Linked DNA regions of Mus musculus: region 2 is linked to region 1. Evidence: chromatin contacts called from public Hi-C data. All regions are on one chromosome and are shown on one strand. Each heading gives the region's core, a stretch centred on a gene start, on an enhancer-like site or on the middle of the called end of the contact. The rest is flanking DNA. Distances are from core to core; before and after follow the strand shown.

What was found. A called contact is a pair of places that touch in the nucleus more often than the background predicts.
Region 2: a Hi-C map of bone marrow-derived macrophages shows a contact between it and region 1, with 38 read pairs. The contact joins the enhancer-like site here to the promoter of Tincr in region 1. A contact is called at or near these places in 1 of 39 promoter capture datasets (the 3T3-L1 cell line), 7 of 15 datasets of contacts at CTCF or cohesin (CD8 T cells, the G1E-ER4 cell line, the NIH/3T3 cell line and 4 more), 33 of 484 Hi-C or Micro-C datasets (the AML12 cell line, the AtT-20 cell line, the C2C12 cell line and 20 more), 16 of 115 datasets of contacts at active chromatin or transcription factors (DN3 thymocytes, the HPC-7 cell line, T-cell acute lymphoblastic leukemia and 11 more) and 4 of 9 other capture datasets (adipose tissue, embryonic stem cells, liver and 1 more).

The regions. Positions count from the first base shown.
Region 1 is chr17:56,549,548-56,556,330 of GRCm38.p6, forward strand. Tincr (predicted gene, 20219) reads right to left here and starts at 4,840. Exons shown (of 4, transcript NR_130128.1): 1 at 4,571-4,840; 2 at 3,902-4,015; 3 at 3,141-3,449; 4 at 1,867-2,442.
Region 2 is chr17:56,440,973-56,448,512 of GRCm38.p6, forward strand. Ptprs (protein tyrosine phosphatase, receptor type, S) reads right to left here. Exons shown (of 33, transcript NM_011218.2): 6 at 6,388-6,498. Among named protein-coding and RNA genes, the nearest start is that of Gm32822, 25 kb to the right of the region's middle. Within about 2 kb of position 1,964, at least 15 of the 459 cell types and tissues checked have an H3K27ac peak or open chromatin away from gene starts, as enhancers often do. A contact at or near this core is called in bone marrow-derived macrophages, where this site is marked.

The sequences.
Region 1 (6,783 bases), core at 3,590-6,089:
CTGGAGCCAGAGACCATCTGTGATGCCTCCCTGGCCCTGTCTCAAGTTTTAAACAGTCTCAAATTCAAACCCTCCCTGTTCAGAATCTTTTTTTTTTTTTTTTTTTTTTTTTTTTTTTTTTTTTAGATTTATTTATTTCTTATTATATGTATGTACACCGTAGCTGTCTTCAGACGCTCCAGAAGAGGGCATCAGATCTAATTATGGGTGGTTGTGAGTCACCATGTGGTTGCTGGGGTTTGAACTCAGGACCTTTGGAAGAGCAGTCAGTGCACTTAACCGCTGAGCCATCTGACCAGCCCACCCTGTTCAGAATCTTAAACTCAGGAGTTAGGCAAGTCCTTGCAAAATGAGGGTGGTCACAGCACTGTTCTATCCTTGCCACTAAATTCTTATAACCCAGACTGACCTCTGACCGATGTCCCCCAACACTCAGCAGTGTCCAGATTCTGTGAGGACACAAAAGCCCAGTGGGGAAGTTACTTCTCTGCAGAGCTCTGTGTGACTCCATCAACTCCCTGTGCAGACAGATGCTGTTCTGGGCTCTCGGTCATCCAATCAGTGACTAATTCTGAGTTCTCCCCATTTATCACAGAACAGGAAGCTGGGCGCTGAGGATTTTGACTCAATGAAAGCAGGGCATCCTGGGGCCACAGTGACAGAGGCAGAATGGGGGTAGGGCTGTGTACCCCACATGCCTGCTACCTGGTTACTGAATGCCAGCTCCAGCTGCAGGGAAACAGGCTATGAATAAATTACAGCGTAATACATACACACATACATACATACATACATACATACATACATACATACATACATACATACATAAATGTAAGTTAAAAAAAAAGAAAAAGAAAAATTACAGCCATGTGGTAGCTAAGCCTTTAATCCCAGATTCCACAGGCAGAGGTAGAGAATCTCTGTGAGTTCAAGGCCAGCCTGGTCTAAATCTCAAGTTCCAGGCCAGCTGAGACTTTCACTCAAACAATTTTTTAAACTAAGAGAACATGAATCATTTGGGAACCTCCCCAAAGAAGTATTTTTGAAATTGAAGGGTGAAAGGATCTTGAGGCAGGAGAACTGTTGTCAGTTTAAGGTTTCCCTGAGCTAAAGCATGACCACTCTGCCTCAAAAAGACAAACAAAAGTGAAAGCTAAAAAAATAAAGTGGGGGAGGGGAGGGAAAGGTGGGGCTGGGGGCAGGTTAGAGGGCAAAGTGAACTGTGCCAAGGTCCTACGGCCCCCAAAACAGTCTCAGTGTGGGAAGGGCAGTGAGATCTCAGCTCAGAGTAGATGAGGTTTAGGGTGGGTGGGTGTCAATCAGTGTTAGACTCCCCCTACAGTCCCTCAAGGAGGTATGGGTGTGACCTCCAAGAAGGGACTCCACCCCTGACCATGCCCCACTCCCTCACCGGGGGATTCCCGGCAGGCCTCCACCGATGACCACACTCTGCACAGATGACGCCAGACACAGAAGATCTTCAGGAAAATCACAGGGAGGTCGTCCCCTCTGTGGCCTCTGGCTGGGTCCTTCAAAAAGCCCAGTTGGGTTGGGTCTCAAGCAAATGGCACAGAGCCCTGCTAGTGCTTGGCCAAGTGGGCCAAACTGCAGAAGGAGCACCTGCGCGATCCTCACCCCCATCCTTGCTGCTTCTGACTGTTGGGACCCAGCGTGGGCGGGCCCCTCCCTGGATGCCATAGGCCTCAGTGAGACTGGAGAAGCTGCCAAGTCTCACCTGAAACTTGCTGGCTGGGTGGGGCCTGAAACCTGCCAGGCCCTGGAGGGAGAATGGGCAGCTGGCTGGTTCCCCGGAGTGGGGACCGTGGGGGAGGACAGTACAGAGAAGGAAGCCAGGTCACAGCAGGATCCTGCTTTGTTGTCAGTCTTTATTTGATAACACATTCAAAATGGCACCTCTGCACCTAGAGCCCGGAGTAGGAACATGACCTTGGGTCTCCTGAAGTGAGTTCACAGAGATGGAATGAGCCTCCTACCTAACCTGGGCTCATGACTCAGGCCTAGGACAGGAGCATAGTGCTGGCATAGCAGGGACCCGGAGGACACTGGAGGCTATCACTGGAGTATCAGGAATGGCTGTGTATAAATGGGGCACTGAAGGTAGAATAAATAGGAGTCTATAAAAAACAAAAAGAAGGTGGAGTGGGAAAAAAAAAAAACTGATGGTCCTGTGGCAGGAATTCAGGGAGATCTCAGGACATAAGGAACAGGGTGAGCTTGTGGGGGGCTCACACTCAGCAGCCTGGCCTTCAGCACCACAATTCCCCTGTGCTGTTGCAAGCTATCACAGGCCTGGAGCCTCCTCATGTCACCTTTTCTTTGTGGGTCACAGGTTCTGTTCATGTTGGCTTCTGATGACTGTTGGAGAGAGGTCACATGCTCTCCACATTGTGGCTTTGGGACCTCAGGCCTTGGTTCTCTGATCTAGAAAACAGAATGAAGGCAGCCAATTGGGCTGTTTACATCCACTTCAGGGCTAGGCGGCCTTGGATCAAAGATGGGAAGGGTAGGAGGGAAAGAGAGAGGGAGGGAGGGAGGGAGAGAGGGAGGAGGGCAGGGAGGGAAGACCGCCAGGACTGGGACCAAGGAACAGGCCCTACATTATTATTTCTGAACACGCTAAGGCTGTCCGCCTGAAGAAATGAATAGTGATTTGCATGTAATTTGCATGCAATTTGCATAAGGTTTGTTAAATGTCAAAATGCTTTCTCTCGCCCCTCAATACCAGCCTCCCCTCCACTCCCCAGCAGCTCTCCCAGAGGGCCAGCAGCTTCCCCCACAGCTGAACAACAGCCTGGTGGATCTAGAAGGAGACTGGGGAGGCAGAGAGGGACCCACACCCCCAAGGCCTGCATAGTTGCGAATGTCTAGCAACCCTGATTCCAAAGACCATGGTTCAGTTCCCAGCTGCCCTGCTCTGCCTCCTGCAGCCTGTACAACTCTTAATTAAAACATTATTTCCTTCTGGGCTCACAGTGTAGTCCCCCAGCACATGAAGGGGTGGGGGGAAACAGGGACAATGGGGGGCAGGGTCACATAGCACCCAACACTGGAGCTGTGGAGTAGAGCCCCCACAGCACGTGCTGAAATACTCAGACCACTTTGCACACCTATGGGCTCACCAAGACCCCCCTGGATCAGAGTGTCCTCCTGTTCTGTTCGTAGCTGGAGCCCCGTGGGTCCTCCAAAGAAGGAAGTGTGCCTGTTGAGCTTCCCCGAGGAGGCTGTGCTCTGGGGATGGACAGAGGTCGATCCAGGCAGCAGAGGCTCCCAAGGGAGGGTCCTAAGGCCACAGAGCAACCAGAAGGTTCCTTGCCGGGGTTGGGGGGATGGAGGGCTGGACGACAATGTCAGAAGTCACCATCAGGAACACCAGAGGCAGTGGGCATCAGCAGGGCTGGGGAGTTGGCATCTCTCTGGAAGCCCAGCACCTGGATCAGCAAGGGACATGTGGGCCCAGGGATGTCAACCAGCAGTTTCCAAGCTAATGGCCCTTTTTCCCTTCTCCAAATAGCCTGGATCTGGGCTTGGAAGGGAGTGCAGTGGTTGCCCACAATCCTGAGGCCCTTCTGTAGCAGGCACAGTGCTAGGATCCCCCTGGTGGACACCACAGGAATTGCAGGCAAAGCTGCTCCGTTTGTCCTGGTGTCTGTTACAGGAATTGCAGGCAGAGCTCTTGTGGACCCAAGCCCACAAAGCACAGTCAGTTTATGTCTGCATCAAAGTAAAGAGTCCAGAGGAGAGTAGAGAACTTCTCAAAGTCACACAGATGGGGACACCAGTGCTGAGCCAACAGAGGAGATGGAAGGATAAGGCTAATGTGCCCACCTCATGAGGCCCTCAGTTTCCCCACCATCTCTCAGGCCTCCCATGAATGGCTTACCTGAAGTACGACTGGACTCCCAGGAAGAGAGAGATGTGGTGCCTGGGCCAGTTTGCTCCTTCAGCCAGCATCTTGTGTCCCTAAAATCATCGCTCCATCTCCTCCATTTCCTACCTGAGGGGGTGAACATAAAGACAAGCGGTGACGACTAAAGTCTTTCCAGCTAGTCCAGGATCGCTCTGAAGTGTCTTCATACTGGTGGTGATGCACTATACAGCCGGGCCCCACTAGAGACACTGAGGCCAGTGTAGACACAAGGTGTGACGGGCTTGGGATGGGGAGTGCAGTAGTGGCCCAGGGCTGCTCATCCCACCGACCTCTTAGATGAGTGGACAGAAACTGAGAGAGAGATGGAGACACTCGGAGACATGAAGAAACAGATAGGGGCGGTGTGCAGAGAGAGACAGAGACCAGGACACAGATACAGAGAGACGTGCTGAGCCAGAGCCAGATACACAGAAATGAGGGCAGGGAGTCCTCAGAGCCACCGCTGGAGCTCACACCACATATCGACATAGCTAATGGAGCCGAGAGGAAGCAGGCACGGTCACAGAGGTCTTTCTCACCATGTCCCCAAGCCATCACCATCCCACTGGGCCAACCTCCATAAGCCAGAGCTCAAGATCCTACCAGGTTCTAGCCCAAGTCCCAGCCTAGATCCCTGGTCACCTGGTGTCGCTGAGCAGAAGTAATACTGAGCCGTCCTGCAGGCGAGCTTCGCGAACTGTCTGATGGTCAGGCAGAGGCCTAGAGTTGTAGTAGAAGGTTCTGCGCCAAGAGCTTACACCCTGGCCCACTAGCTGTGCGCGCAGGTCACTCAGTGTGTCTCGGGGCCGCACGGTCAGTGGCAGTAGCAATGCCTCGTCGGCTAGGTGTACCTTGATGTGGTAGCGCTTCCAGCGGGACAGCCCTCGCCGCAGCTCCTCCATGGCCATTGCCAGCCTGAGACTCTCTCGCAGGTCAGCACCTGCTAGACCGGCTGAGCCACCTGCCTCCACCCCTCCTAGGCACGCCCTGCTACAGCAGCAGCCCACAGGGGTGGTGACATTGGCTGGCCCAGCCCAGGCCTCCATGACAAACATTTCTCCTGTGCACAGCATACATCAAAGGCCCTGGGGCAAAGAACGCAGCTATACGAAAGCACTGTGGCAGGATGGAGAGCCTGGTGTATTGGAGGAGTGGAGTTGGGTCCTGCTTTTGAAGCAGAAGTGAGGAGGAGAGAAGGGTGGCAAGGAAGGCAGTGTAACCCACCCACCCATTTATTTATTATTCCAGGGAACACTCTAGAACTTCCTCCCTAATCTGTATCTGTACTTGTTTTGTGTCTGTGGGCTCCAAAGAAACCTCAATCTTGGGCCTTTGCCCTCTATGGCCATCAAGTTAGGAACAGGGTCTAAGTAGGGGAGACAGACGTCTAGGTTTGGCCTGGAAGTTCACGTGCACTGGAGGTGGGGCTCCAGGGGATGGGTAAGAGTTCAACATTCCCAGTTGCCCACATTCACCACCCACTCAGTTCAGCAAGTGCTTGATGAGGAGAGAAGCGAGTTCCAGCCTCCCGATCCTTACAGCCATTTCTGGGAGCCAGCCGCCTCTCCAGCACACTTCCGAAAGCACGCCTTTTCCCTCCCCGATGCTCTCACTGCCCCACTGGATAGAGCAGTTTGTCCTCTGCACTTGGCCTCTGACACACAAACTCTGGGCATTTGTCACCAGCAACAATGCAGTAGTCACTGTGTGGCCTCTAACCCTGTCATCTCCTGCCACAGCCTCTCCTCCCCTTACCTCAGTGTCTCTGCCTGTCTACTGGGGTCTTGTAAAAAGACATTGTTGTTACAAGGCCCTGACTTACACTTACCCAGGAATGGGAATGCTGAGAGAACATTCTAGGTGTTAACTTTGACTCCGCAAAGAAAAACAAACTGAACGTTCTAAAAATTTAGCCCAGTGACATCTTGGTGGTGCAAACCTTTAATCCCAGCATTTGGGAGGCAGAGGCAGGCAGATTCCTGTGAGGTCAGCTTTATCAAAGAGAGATCATGACCCCTGTTACTCCCAAAAAAGACAGGTAAGAGAATATATAGGAAAAAATATATCTCAGTGTGCTGTGTAGGGTGACATTAATTGTCCCATTTGCCCACATTCACCACCCACACAGTTCAGTAAGTATCTGTAAAGGGAGCCTTTAATTGAAAGATTAATAACTGACAACATGCAAATATAAAACACCTACACACAAACACTTCACACATGAAAACTGCAACAAAGCCATTGAAAATTTCCAATAGTCAAAATAGACAAAAAAGACTGACTTCCACCGTACGTAAAAAGCTTCTGGAAACCAACAATAAGATAGAAAAATGGATAGACAACTTAACAGGTTTATGAAAAATGGTACATCCTTCATGTAAAACTAAAAATGGAAACCGAGGGTGGGCATTTGACAAGGAAAGGCCTCCCCTGACCACGCTCCCTGCCCTTACTGGAGAATTTTAGGCAGGGCTCTATCCCTGGTCACATCCCAGCCCCTCAATGGGAAGATTTTAGGCGGGGCTCTACCAGGGAGCCTCACCCCCAGCCTCCATGAAATTCTTTTTGTTTTGGAGACAAGGTTTCTTTGTGTAGCCCTGGCTGACCTGGAACTCTGTCGACCAAACTGGTCTCAAACTCAAAGAGTTCTGCCTGCCTCGGCCTCCTGAGTGCTGGGATTGAAGGCATGCATTATCACCTCCTGGATAATGTTCTTGTAAATGTAAAAAAGAAAAGCTTGGTGTTTCACAGGCTGAGACTAGAATACAATAAAATGGTTACCAAATAGTCTGTTTTTATACTTCTCTGCTGGAGAACGATGGACAGGATCCTGCGCAGTGGTTCTGTGGCAACAC
Region 2 (7,540 bases), core at 714-3,213, 110 kb before region 1:
GGGGGATGCAGAGAATGAACATCCCCAGTCATGTGAGCCATGGGCCCTAGCTGAGCCTTACCGGCAATTGTCATACATGCTATACCCTGAGGCCACTAGTGCAATGTGTGGAACACTAAAGGGACAGAGCCCAAAGCTTACAGAGCTCACTTGGTCACTGAGGACCAGGTATCTGGTTCTACAGGCTCTGCTCATGTCTGACCCAACTTTAGTTTATATTTATCGTCAAGGGTGCTGCTGTGTGCAAGTGACCTCAGTTTTCAAAACAAAGAAGCTACAAGTGACCTGAATATGCAGTTTCTATCCAGAGCTGACTGTGTTCATGAAATGCTGGGTGGGACCACATGTCATCTCAATGGTCATTGGTTCTGATGTTGAATGGCCAGCCCCAATCAGTTCAATGTCAGCTCCCATCAGCTGCAAAGGTGTCTGGGGCATCCAAGAAATGTTGCCCACTGGCCTTCAGGGCTCTTTGTTGGTTTCTGTGTCCTGTGGGAAGTGGGCTGGTTTGCCAGAGTATGCAGGGGAGGGTGCTGCAGGCAGGAGGTGGCTGTCATCTCCTCCCAGCCAGTGGGCGTGACGGCTGATGCTGTGTTCTGCCCACTTCTGGGCAGTCGCCCACCCGCTTTGTTCCTCCACCCCTTGGCTGCAGGCTTGAGGTGCACATTAGGAAATAAGGTGGGCGCAGAGCCCACAGGATGGACAGGCCCCGAGGGACCCCCGCCCCAAATTACCGACCTGAAAGGAGGGTCCAGGCGGGTTATAAGGGGCAACACCAGCCTTGGTCCTCGGCACGCTCCAGCTGGCTCTGGTCCCCAGCTCTTCTGGTCACCGAGTAGCCGGGGAGGGTCCCAGCAGGGGGAACCCAAGTGGGTGAGTGGGGTCAGGAGGGTTGGGTGGCAGGGGTGGGGGATGGTGGTGGCAGGTTAGGAGGGGATGGTCGCTTCAAACCCCGATTCACATGGCCAAAAAAAAAAAAAAAACCAAAAAAATCAAACCAACTGAAAAAGCATCAGAACTAGGAGACAGCCCCTCCCCCAAGCAGGAAGAGGCAGAAACCAAAACTTCAATGTGGGGGTTTAAGGGTGAGGGGTAGGTAGGGAGGGCAGGAGGGGTGAGTGGGGAAAAAACTCAAAATGTGAGGTGGCCTGGTTGAAGCGCTAGGTAAAGGGTCCCAACAGTGTTGCACAACTAAGGATCAAGCAAGCCGCAGATGGGGGGCGGGACTCTGCTGGGCATTTTGGAGTGAGAGAAAAATGTGGCTGGTTCTCTAAACTCCAAAATGAGTATGTAGATGCGAGCTGGGGTGGGGATGTGCCAAGGACTTGTGCAGCCTCTGGGGTGGGAGTTGAGTAAGGTTTTTAGATTACACCTGTCACAGGGGGCAGGCAGAGGCCCAAGCTCAAAGCCTATTCCCCCGTCCCTTCCCCTCCCGCCTGCCTCCAGTTCCACCCCTGGCTCCCTTGGCCAGGAAGCTGCCATATGAAGGCCCAGAGGGCCCCAAGCCCTGGCCGGGGCAGCTAAGCAAGTGGTCTTGGCAGGCTGTTGGGTCTGTAGCCCACAGTCATTTCCCAGCATTCCATGTGTCTGTGAGGGGGAGCCCTGTCTCCCTCTTTGATTCCCCTTACCTTCTTGCCAATTTGTTTTCCCCACCCCCATCCGACACTGTGGCCATGGGAGACTGTGGCTTCTCCCAAGGACCAGGTGTAATCTAATGTCCTGACCGACCCGGCCCACAAGGGACACAGATGCAGAGGGTGAGGCAGGCAGCAGGCGACATGTCAGTCAGTGCTCAGTGTTCCTGTGGGATGCCCTCCCCACTTCCACCAGACCCCACTGGAGTCTCCCCGCCCTGAGACCCTCTCCTTCAGTACAGGACAGGGTGATGGGGAGTTCGTGTTCTGTCAAGGGCACAGCCAATGGGAAGGGGAGCTGAGCAACAGATCCCACAGAGCATCTGGGGAAGTGAGAGCAGTTCCAGGCTCCAGATCTCTCACAGTTCCCATTCTGGGGACATGAGAATGGGGGACCTATAAGTCAGGTGACAAATTCCAGGATTTGGGTACAGAAATGTCACTGAAGGCCAACCTATCTGTCCAGGCGACAGGAGCAGGTCAGCCTCTGAGGGTCTGAGAGCATGCTGAGCTCAGAAATCATGTAGGGACTGGGGGTCTCCTCGGCCTCGCTGGCTGTACAGGGTAATAGGAAGCCAGCATTAGAGGCTCAGATCCCCGACACCGCAACGCTGGTGCAGGTTAACCTGCAAACCTCTTAAAAGGCTTGTAGCTTTAAACTACTGACGAGGAAAAATGTGAAGAGCCTTCAATGACATCATCTGGCTGTCTCCTGGCACCGGCTTCCCTCAGGAAATCCCAGACAGGGGCAGAATGTACATTTAAAAACAACCTTCTATCAGGCTCTGAGTCCCCAAAGGTCAAGGGTAGTGCAGCTCTTGGGGCTTCCTCAAAAGCTGAGCCTGCTAGTTGGGGGGGCAGCCGGGGCTGTCTGTCTGTCTGTCTGTTTCTAGGGCTGCTGACTTTGCAGTGAGGGAGTTTCCATGTCACTGTAGATCTCACAGGCCTGCTCGCCTGGTGGGTTCTTGTGTGCCAAGGGGGCCTTAGCGCTCCAGGGTGCCCTCATCTGCCTCTCTTGGGCCCCAGGACTTCCTCAGCAAAAACCACAAGGGGGAAAATGACATCACTGGCCCCAGAGGAGCCACCTGTCTCCAGAGGATAGGCCTCAGAAAAACACCAATAAAGAACAAATGATCCAGGCGGGCTCGCAGATTCACTTCTGCACTGTGGTGCTCTCTGAGCCAGCTCCCACCGGCTGCAGCCCCCACAGGCCATTTTATTTTTATGTGGTTCTGGATCTGAACTCAGGGCTAAGAGTATGCTTAGCAAGTCTCACCACTGTCCCTTAGACTGCCACATTTAAACAGAGGACACTGGAGACACCCGGCCACCTAAGGCTAGAGGCCCCTTTCTTCCTCCCTTTTCAATTCATGTGGGTGCCCAGGATCATCTTTGTCCCGGGTGTGTGATGCTGTCAACTTCACAGTTCACTTGAGGACTGAGAGCTCGTAAGAGGTCAAATGAGAAGCCCAAGTTCACACACCTGGAAATCAGTACCTGCCAAGGTTGAGTGTGTGCCCCAGGCCTGGACAGGAGTGATCTCCAAGGTTAGGTGGTCCGTGAGCATTCCCTGTCCCCAGCACCTGCTTTGCGGAGGGACCTGGGAGTCTGCCTGTGGCTCAGGCTGGCAACTTCTATACCAACTGAGAGCAGAGGCAACAGTATCCCTTCCTGGTGCATCTAGAGAACTTTCCTGATCAGGCTCTGGGTTTAATAACTGGGAAGGTACAGAGGAGGCTGTGGGTGGGTGACCTGCCTAGGGGAGCTTGGCTCTCAGTTATCCCCTGGAGCAGTGAGGTGCAGCGCAGACTGGGAATTAAAGGGGTTTCCATTCTTTAAGGTGGATAGGGCAGATGGTGGATGTGTGAATCTCAGGAGAGAGAGAGAGAGAGAGAGAGAGAGAGAGAGAGAGAGAGAGAGAGAGAGAGAGAGAGACACACAGAAAGAACAAGAACTAAGAGAGAGGAAAAAAGAACGTTTAGAAAGAGGGAAGGGCAGAGAGTCGGGGAGAGGCCACGCCCCAAATGCCCCTGGTTTTCTCCGGAGTTCCACAGCCCTGATGCTCAGGAGACCCAGAAAGTGACCACATTGTGGGACAGCACATCTGTGCTTGCACCTGGAGGTGCACTGCTGCTGGCCAGGTATTCTCTCAGAGGCTGTCACATCACTCACCCACCCCATAGGCAATGCTAGGTAAGCCTAGCTGCATGAAGCCACTTCCAGCTGCCACACTGTGTCCTTTCTGCCAAGCTCTCGAGACCCTTGAGCTGTGGCACCCCACTCCTTTTTAGGTTGGCCAATACTGAGCAGAAACTTGGGGGGGTGCACTGGCAGACCCTGGCTGTGTACTTTGGGAGGACAAGGTTTGAAATATGCTGAGGCAGGAGAATGGGCTTGGGGGCTGACTGTTTCCTGCCAGGTGCGTAGAGGGCAATGGAGAAGGAAGCATGGTTAACCTGGGCGCCCCACCACCACTTGTGCCCTTGGTCATATGATGCCTAAGTGGTCACTTTTTGTCACAGCATCCCAGCTGTGGGACCCCTTCCACCCTCTGGGTGACAGCTGGGACAGGAACACTGGCTTTAAACTCACAATGCATTTGGTAACAACCACAACAGCTCAGCCCAAGAAAACCAAAACCCAAACAGCACAGAACAAGACAGAACCAAAGACATAGCTTTGGGGGGGGTGGGGGAGGGTGTCCAGTGGGGGGAGGCAGAGCAGAAATGTGTTTGAAGAACCAATTGATCCCCCAAAACAAAACTTATAAAAAAAGTTTTGAAAGAAAATAAGAAAAAGAAAGAAAACAAGAAAAAGAAAAAAAGAAACAAAAAAATGAAACAGGAGACAAACACTCCAACAGAGGCTGGGGATCCACCAATGACAAGAGTGGCATGCAGAGAATTTTTTTTTTTTACATTCTCCCAGCATGCATCAGGCCCAAGTTACCATGACGACGAGGAGTGCAAAAAACTTAGCAACAACATTACCAAGGGATGCAGAGGCGACCACAATGCAAGCATCGCGTGTGCCGGCCGGCCGCGCTGGCCAGCGGCTGACATTAGGTTCTGTGTGTCTTTCTGGGTTGCTTGCTTTAGGCTCGATACCTGATTCCACTTTACATCTGTTTTGCTATTCATTTTCTGTGTGCATGTGTGCGTGTGTCCTGCGCGGTGTCTGCCTGTTTCTTGTGTGTGTGAGCACGTATCAGTGTTTTTTTGTTCTCTTTTTTTTTTTTTCAGAATGTAAAAATGTGGGTAAAGAAAGTAAAAAAGAAAAAAGCCACACCAACCTTCTCGAAGCTCTGAGGGATGTAAAGGGGGTTTGATGCGCACAATGACATGGGGAGAAGAGAAAAAATAGGGGAGATACAGAGAGTAAAAAGAGGACTTCCCACGGCTAAAGCTGCAATCGTTTGCTTTTTTTCTTTAAACCAAAAAAATTAAAAAAATTAAAATCAAAAAAGAAAAAGAACATAAACCTCCTGCCCTTTCCTCCATCAGCGCTGGGCGCAGCCAGCAGAGCCAACTCTCCCGACCCTCACCTGCGGCCCCCAGGCAGGGGTGGGCCGGAACACACAGGGCCTTCCACCCTCCTCTCACCCTTGCTAAGGGATTCCCCCCTCCCCTACTCCATCCCTGCTGTCCCCTCTCTCCTGAGCCCTGTCAGACTCACAACCCCCCATCCCCGGTGTCCACAAAGAAACACACAAGTTAGATGAAGGCCGGTCGGTCGCTGGAGTCCTGCAGGGACTGCAACTCACCAGGGCGCCATGGTGGCAGAAGATCACACTGGCCCACCTCCCACCCTCTCATACCCTCCCTCCACGAGGCCTCCTGCTTGAAGCCAAGATGTAAAACCCACAGGCCAGGACCCAGAGGAATTAACTAGGGGCTGGGGAAGGTTAGGGCTGGAGAGAGAGAGGGGCAGCTTGCCGGCCTCCCTGGGTAGAGAGGGATGAAGATCAGGGGTGCTTCAGGAAAACTGAGGCTGGGGAGGAAGGTGAGCAGGTCAACTGAGATAAGCAGACGGGGGTTCCCAGTATGTCCATGGGATACAGAGGAGGAGGGTACACCAAGGGTCCTGCAGGAACCCTCCTGGGGCTGGAGGCATGGGAGGCAGCCATCAAGAACCCCAGGCTTCCAACCACAGCTGAGTTAAGTCTGGGATTCTGAGACCTATTTGGGGTCCCCAGGACTAGGAGGCATGTCCTGCCATTGAGTCACAGGCACACGGGCGTGCAAGCTGTGGCCCTGGCCTTTTACAGCCTGGGTATATTCCTTCTAGATCGAGCATTGGGTTTTGGGATGCTGGATGGGAGGATAGCTCGGAAACCCCATTCCCCACAGTCTTCGCTAGAGACAATGGACCAGGTAGGGAAGCAGGGAGCCACGAGGCCACGGGTTCAGAAAAAGCAAAGCCAGCAGGACACAGGAGACACAGACACCACACAAGCCAACTTGGGGGTGGGGACGTGGTGGGGGGGCGGTGGCCCTCAGGCTCCCCCAGCCCTGTAGGCCCGAGACTGGCCTCCCACCCCACTCTGTTTCCACCCATGCTGCCATCAGTGCAACCCTCAGAGTCCCATGGCCCACGGTGTGGTGACTGTCATTCCAATGACCCCTTGGATGGGGTCAGGGCCTTCCTGCTCGGGACTGCACAGGACAGGGGAGCCAGGAGGCCATGAGCCCAGTTATAAGGTGGGACAGGGTGGGACAGTGGGTCCCTGCCTCTGCCTGGCGGAGTTCCCTACCTCGCACGTAGAGGTTGGCAGGTGATGAGTAGCGCACCCCAGCGCTGTTGGTGGCCACACACTCGTACTTGCCCTGGTCTGTCTCCTCGCTGCTCTCAATCTGCAGGGCACCTGCGGGGACAGGAATGGGACCTTGGCCATGATGGCCAGCACCAGGACAGAGCTGGGCCTGACAAACACCCTCACCATCACATCTGTACTGCTCACTGACAAAGGGAGAGCCATGAGCACAGCATAGCAGGGTACCCAAGAGGTTGCCACTCCTGGAGGTTGGTGGGGAAGGTAGAGGCTGCCCCAGCATCCTGTGGACTAACAGGCCAGCCCAGACTTGCCTGTGGCGGCAGTGAGCTAGGCTTTTCCCCCAGGGCAGGCAGCTGCCAGTCAGTGGGAAGCCTTTCCTCAGGGGCAGAGGTTAACAATTGCTGGGTGAAGGACATAGGGGCCACACACACAGTCAGACCCCATGTCTGATGCCCAGGGTGCAGTGTGGGGACATTAGCAGCAGGACACACCTCATCTCAGGTCCTGGAGCCCAGGGTGACCCGCATTTGAGGCCATGGCTCTCTGAGTCATGCTGGTGTTGCAGCCTGGCCTATGGGAGGCCTTGCCCCAAATCCAAGAAAAAACAAACACAAAGCAAACCCAGAGAATACGATGAGAGAGCTGCAGGCACCTGCACTCATGGACCCTGAAGGAGGCCACACTTCCCCCAAGAACATTTCAAACAAGCTACAAGCTAGGTATTCTCCACTTCACAGTGACGGCAGGGACACTTCTCAGCCCTGCTGAAACAGCTTAGTATTTACAACTTAAAAATAAAGAGTGAGGTGTAGGCCCCATGCCTGCCGTGTGGGCCTGCCACACGGGCCTGTCTTCCAACCCTCACATAGAGCAGAGCAAGGGAAAGAGAACCTGGCTCAGAATATCACATCTCAGGCCTGCATCCCGGCATTAACTAAGCACAATGTAGTGACAGCCAAGTGCAGAAACCCTGGACTCCCAAATCCCACTGTTCCAGACTTTTTGTCCACATTCTCTGGTTTTGTTGACAGCTATACCCCAGTAATGACAGGGCCCAGTGCCCCTGTGCTCCCTCTCTTGAATAGTGGTAAAGGTTGGTCACCATAGAATGCTTCTACTGACTTCAAGACCA